Linked DNA regions of Mus musculus: region 2 is linked to region 1. Evidence: chromatin contacts called from public Hi-C data. All regions are on one chromosome and are shown on one strand. The core of a region is the stretch at or near the end of the contact, and the rest is flanking DNA. Distances in the headings are between cores, read along the strand shown.

Evidence for each region. Hi-C and Micro-C count contacts between places; a contact is called where the count stands out from the background.
Region 2: a Hi-C map of liver shows a contact between it and region 1, with 3 times the contacts expected there. The contact joins two enhancer-like sites. A contact is called at or near these places in 5 of 39 promoter capture datasets (the HPC-7 cell line, embryonic stem cells, hippocampal neurons and 1 more), 8 of 484 Hi-C or Micro-C datasets (liver, nephron progenitors and peritoneal macrophages) and 1 of 115 datasets of contacts at active chromatin or transcription factors (intestinal villus epithelium).

Annotation. Positions count from the first base shown.
Region 1 is chr16:43,068,370-43,071,581 of GRCm38.p6, forward strand. All of the region lies in intron 2 of Zbtb20 (zinc finger and BTB domain containing 20), which reads left to right. Among named protein-coding and RNA genes, the nearest start is that of Gm25873, 56 kb to the right of the region's middle. Within about 2 kb of position 1,697, at least 18 of the 459 cell types and tissues checked have an H3K27ac peak or open chromatin away from gene starts, as enhancers often do. A contact at or near this core is called in liver, where this site is marked.
Region 2 is chr16:43,168,287-43,171,498 of GRCm38.p6, forward strand. All of the region lies in intron 2 of Zbtb20 (zinc finger and BTB domain containing 20), which reads left to right. Among named protein-coding and RNA genes, the nearest start is that of Gm25873, 44 kb to the left of the region's middle. Within about 2 kb of position 1,430, at least 16 of the 459 cell types and tissues checked have an H3K27ac peak or open chromatin away from gene starts, as enhancers often do. A contact at or near this core is called in liver, where this site is marked.

The DNA.
Region 1 (3,212 bases), core at 447-2,946:
TTTATTGAATCTTTTTAAACTGTATGTCAATAATGTTTGCTTTATCCGAGCTGGGATATCTAGTTTCTGATTTTTGGTCATGCAGGTAGTGTCTAGCATGAAATGCATCTTCAGGAGTGGGCCGTAAGTAAAATCAGAGATTGTTTGGCCACTCTTATGAGTTCTGTGCCCTCATTGGCCTCATGTATTTTGCAGGCAGGACACATTGTAGGCAAAAGTGTTGGTGCTTATATTTCTCCTTCAGTAGCCTGAAGAATATCTTCCCACACCAAAGCCACTAGAACATAGGGGTGAAGGTTTCATGTAAAATATCCCTTAGAATACTTAGTCATGGAAGTAGTTTATAGTCTGAATTAAATCTCCTGGTCAGGCCACTTTTCCTGGGCCCCAGATGAGACCATTTTAATGCCCTGAGTGAGTTAGCAACTTTCTTTACTAATAGTTCAAGAGGCATCTCTAATTCGACTCTACAAGTAAAGAGCAAAAACATTTCTCTATTCTACAACATGTATCTGGGCCCATTAAATTTTCATAGGAGAATTGTGCTAACTAGAAGTCAACAGAAAGACATAGTCAGAAAAATTTTATACTAAGTATAATGGCTAATCTTAGTTGTTAACTTCACAGATCTGGGAGCAGCACACCTCAGTTGGGGCATGTGTCTGTATTTGTGAAGTATTTCAAATACTAGTTGATATAAAGCGGGGCACGGTGCACTGTGAGCAGTGATGGCTCTAGCCTAGAAAGATAGCTTAGTAACCTTGAGGAAACCACCCAGTAATCACTACAACACTGTGCTCTGTCCTATAGCTTCTGCTTCAGTTCCTGCCTTAGCTTCCCAGGATGATGGACTGTCATCTGTAATCCAAACAAACTTTTCCCTTACCAAAATTTGTTTTAGACAGTATTTCATAGAAATAAAGAAATCGAACTTGTACACATACTAAAGGTAAAATACTCTCTATCTTTACAGTACACTCTACTGTTGTTCTCTTCAGTAATAAGGACAGTACTTTCAATGCTGGGTTGTGTTGGTATGGGGGGTATTATTCATGTATTGTTTCATGGAAACTGTTCCCTAAACATCTAGCTCACAACTGCCTCTTGTATCAGTTTTTGGCTATAGTGTTTTGTGCCCAGTAGGCTTTCTTTATCTTTTGGATTTTGGTTTAGTTTAGTTCCTTAGTTTATAACAATACGATATCCTCTCCCTTTTGTGCAACTATGATGCCACTAGCAGGGCCCTGTAAGGAAATGCTTACTTTATGCCATGCCGGGGACTGTGCTTGTTTTGTTATAGGCCCATAAAGGGAAGCACCGTAAATAATCCTGTAGGATATTTAGATAATCACTGTTCTAAATACAGGGAATATGGAACTTCCTGAAATCTAATTGTCTGGTGGCAAATTCTAAGCACTTAATCATCCTACCTGGTAACTCTGGTACTGCCCAGAACACTGTACACCTGGGCTAGGGCCAGGGATCACAGGAATTGCTGGTTGTTTATTTGTCACCACATCACAAGAATGGACCCAGTTGACATCAACCTTGTAACTATTGCGTAGGACTGACTTTAGAGGGAATAAAATTTATGACTCTAGCCCAGATTGAAACTGACTAGTTAGAGACTCTGTGAGCGGTACCATTTTATCTGCCTAGCAGAAATGGTCTGCCCTGTCTCATTTTCTTTCCCTGGTGATGTAATAACAGTGTCTTCTGGAAGGATTAACAAGTAACTAACTATTTACTTAAGTGGCTGATAAATAACTCTAGTCTGTTAATAATTGTCCATGTGTTTCAGGTAGCTCTGCATAATCTAAGGCAGTCTTACATACCCCCCACCCTACATTGGTCAGTGTTTCCTTGATCTCCTTTTATGCCAGATCACTGTTAACATGAAGCAAATCACATAAATAAAAAATGTAAATATTTAAAATAATTCGTGAGTGTAATTTGTAAGTGATGCATGCTAATGAGTCTGAGCTGTCAGTCAGTGCTACATATATGTAAGTTTTCACTTCACAGTATGAAAGAATAAACATGACATAAATTTTATGTGTCGTGCTCTATTTTTTTAACACATGGTGGTGATAAATGCATCCGCTTGCACACAGTAGATGCTCAGTGAATCTTGCTGGTTTAGTGAATAAATTAGTCTGTACTAGATACAACAGATTTTCAGTCCTGAGTTGTTCTTGCTGTCATTTCACTCTGCATAATTTAAATAAGTTTTACTAAAATGATTAAAAATGTGTTATTGAATTACTGTGTAGATCCTAGAGTAATGGGATGACAACGACCCTGTGTGTACCCTGATGAGGAGACAGAGTGTGTTCTCTGTAGGCACACCTAGTGGAGTTGATGTGTGATTGAATTAATCTATTTCTCAAAGAAGAGATAGATTTACTACTTCCATATGGCACTTTGTAAAGTTTCTTTTACCTCTACCTTAACAATTGATATTTTATTACTATAAAAATAAAGTTTATAATCAACAGTTAGCTATTTATGAACCTAAGTAGAGTAAAATAGTTAATAATAGTTTTTAAATAGTTAATAAATACTCTTATTCAACAGATTTTAGATGTTAGATTCAAGGTCCAACGTCTTAGTTTTTATGTGTATATATTCTATTTTTATATCTTCATTGTCACTACCCTATGCACTTTAAATTATACACACTTGCATAATGTACAATTATCCTATACATTTAAAGATTCCATAAAATTTTAAATGTTTAAGGTATATCAGGAGTTGCAGAAAATACTAGTTTATATGGCTTGATATACATTACTTATTTTCTCTCATAAGACATTCAAATTTCTTATAATTTTTCAGTACCATACAATTATCTTCTATGTTTATTTATTTATTGTTTAATCTGTATATTGTGTACATGTTTGTAGGTTAGAACCTGAATCAAGGCACAGGTGTAAGTCAGAGGACGAACTAAGGAGTCAGTCCTTCTACCATATGGATTCCAAGGATCAAATTATGGTCTTTAGAAGTGGCAACAAATGTCTTGAGCCTTTTCACCAGCTCTAAATGTATCTTTTAACATAGATTTTTATCTGTTTCCAATAATATGAACAGATGCCTAGAACTAAACCTATTGAGAAAAAAATTCAAACTGACTTGTAAATACCTACATATGGCAACCTTCCAGAAGGTTCTTACCAATTCATGCTCACGTCAGTTTTATGTGTGATGCT
Region 2 (3,212 bases), core at 180-2,679, 100 kb after region 1:
ACACAGACTACTAATATCATTTTTAAAAAAAACAGCTGTTAAAAATGTCATCGGTATGTAAAATGAATAAATAAGTAAATGAAAAAAAAGAAAAAGAAAGTAAAAAGGGATTTTGAGTATATGTTCAGTGTTACTGGAATGTCGACCTGGAGACCCCAAAGATCTTCTGAAATCTTATGTATACAACCCATAGAACAAGATGACTACAAGTGAAAGGTTTGGGTTTTTTTTACATCTTTATATCTGTATTGAAGTAGAAGATCTGGATTCCATAATGGAGTCCAATTTATGCTGAAGCAGACTATGTTCTCCAAGCAATACTTGATTTTATTTTTGAAGACTGGAGAACTCATAAAAGCCCAAGAGCACCCTCTAGTGAGACTTTTGTGATAGGCCTAGGGACTTCCTCTTGACCTTCACCATCCCTTTCTAATGACCTTTAATTTTCCAGTGTGTGCACCCTGGCTTCCTACTGTCTGGCCTTAGTGATCAGCAGATCCCAGCGAAGGCGGCAAGCTTGGAAAGTGTCTCCGAGTGAAAGGGCTAGGACCTGGGGTCCATCGTTCTCATGGCTTTGTTTTCACTCATAAAAGACCAGTCAATGGCCAACTAACTTTATTGTCTGTTAAAATGGTTTTCAGAACTAGTTAAGGGAACATAAGCAATAGAAGTCTGTAAATCATTTGTACTCTGAGATCTGCTATAATACAGCCAGGAGCATTTTTGTATTTCCAATATGAGGAATATGGCCAAGGTTATTAAGGTGATTTGGGGGGATGACGACCATGTGAGGAGTAGATAACAAAACTCTAGATTTGACCAGAGTATACCATATACATTTATTTAATGATTAAATTGAATTTTATAAATAATTGATGAGCATTGAAAAATAAATACTTCTAAAATGTAAAGAATGAGTAAATATAATTATATATGTACTCTTGTATTTTAGAAAGATGAATATAAAGAGACTGTCTTAACTGTGTTAGTTTGAGCTGTGAATATGTCATTCACTTAGATTAGTAACTGTTATATAACAATTGATACAAGGTTAATTATTACTTGAATTTATAAACAAGTTGACATAAAGTGCCACCGTTGGAAGGGAACTTAGAGATCTAGATCTTTCCACTTCAGACAAACAGAAGCAAAGCCCTGGTGTACCTAAATGTTAAGCAACTTGGCAAGATGGTTCAAGTGGATAATGGCAGTATTGGGCACAACAGAGACTCCTTGTGCTCATTTTAGTGTCCATATGCTACAATAGCCCCATTATTAAAGAGGCTGTAATGTGATCACATACGCTCATTCTCACTGATTTTGGACAATTCTTCATGCTTAGAGTGAAAGTGTGTGTCTTACTAGTCCCTCTCTTACTCTGTCTCCACTCTTGTATAAGGGAATAAGTTACTTTCTGGGTTGCTTCCAGACAGGAGATAAATCCATGGTTATGTAATGAGATCTCTTTATTCTAGAAACACTGTGCCACACTGTTTACTTGTGACTGACCCTTCAGTCAGATTAATATTCTAGAATTACTAGAAACTGTTCCTGTGAGACTCTGCTTCTGATTCATGTGTTCTGATAGTTTTATCTGTTAGTGTTCACAGAAGTATTATATAATCAAATTTTAAAAGTAATGGGGAAAGCTGTTGGCATTCATTAAATTCAGTGTCTGTGTTGAATGTTCTTATCTAATTTGGGAAGAAAACAAGGTATTCTTGGAATTATCCAACAGAAATCAGATCAATAACTCTTTTAAAAAGACTTTTAGGTATATGATCTGATTTCTTGAAAATAACCAAACTGTTTAGCATACTTATTTTACTTTAGTTTTAGGAAATAACCATTCTCTTTGTGTATTTGTGCTTTAAAATTACTGTACAAGAATTGGCATTTTGGCAAAATGTATCCCATAGTAGTTTAGCAGGAGTCTGTGCTCCAGTCAATTCTCAGTTCATTACCACAGTTTACATCTTGGCTTTAATAATTAAGACTTAGTTATAATAGTCTTAATAGCTATGCCTTTCACCATTGCTAATGTTTGGGAGATGAGATAACTATATGTGGTAAATCAAGGCACAATGTCTTAATTTCAATTGTAATAAAATATAGCTAATTTAGTGAACTTCATTTTCATTTCTTTGCCTGCTAAACAATTCCTCCAATGTAGTGGGATTTGTTTTGTTTGTTTAAGAATATAAAGTGAGTGATATTATACATATAATATCACTTCTAGTGCTAGAACTGATAATGGCTATCAAGGAGGCCACCCTCTTTGACTTTTAGATGAACAAACTGACACTATACAAGAAAAAGGTATTGGAAATGTGTGATTTTATAACTTGAATTTCAGCAATAGGTATATTGTTATTTTCCTAAATATAGTTGACTCTGGAGAAACAACTATTCAGTTTTACAGGTACTCTGACCCAAAAAACTAACCAACATTGTGTTTCTATGTCTAGACTATACACACTACATTAAGCCTGGTCACATGCTAGCACAGTGCAGCATGTCTGCCTGGCTGGCTTTCTAATTCTTGTCAGTTCACAGTGATGTTAAAGACCACATTGAAACCGTAAGTGACTACTGTTAAGTCTATTTCATCATTAGCTGCAAGTCTAAACAGTCACAGTAATGAGGCGGCATGGACTCTGCATGGTCTACTAAATATTTTTAGGAAGTGGAAACCCCTTCTGGAGTTCTGAGAGAAACATCACTACGAAAATGCCTTTAAAAGTACTCCAGCATAAACACTGCAGTGGAACATTTCATTAGCTTTTCGAGAACAATAAAGAAATGTGGAGCATAATAGGCTAATATGTTTAAGTGGCCTTGGTAGAACCCTACTTAACTCAGTGGGATTTTCTGCAGCATGCAGAGGTGAAAAACCATTGCCTATATATGCATTTTGTAAGACTGCCTTCTTCCTCATTGCATGCAGTGTATATCAAAGAGAAGTGACTTTCTGTCTGTAATTCTAAAATGAAGAAAATCTCAAAGGACACATTTTAGAAGCATCAATATTTAGGTGGGATGATCAGCAACCAACAGGCTAGCTTTTGGCATCCTGGATTATTGCAAGATAGAGAAGGAATAAATTGAATATTAGCATAGCCCAGCCTCCTAGAGCTTCCATTGCTATCAGAGATATAAGATCCTAAAATACACAAGAAAAAGACATGATGTAAGCCAAATCTTATTGGTTA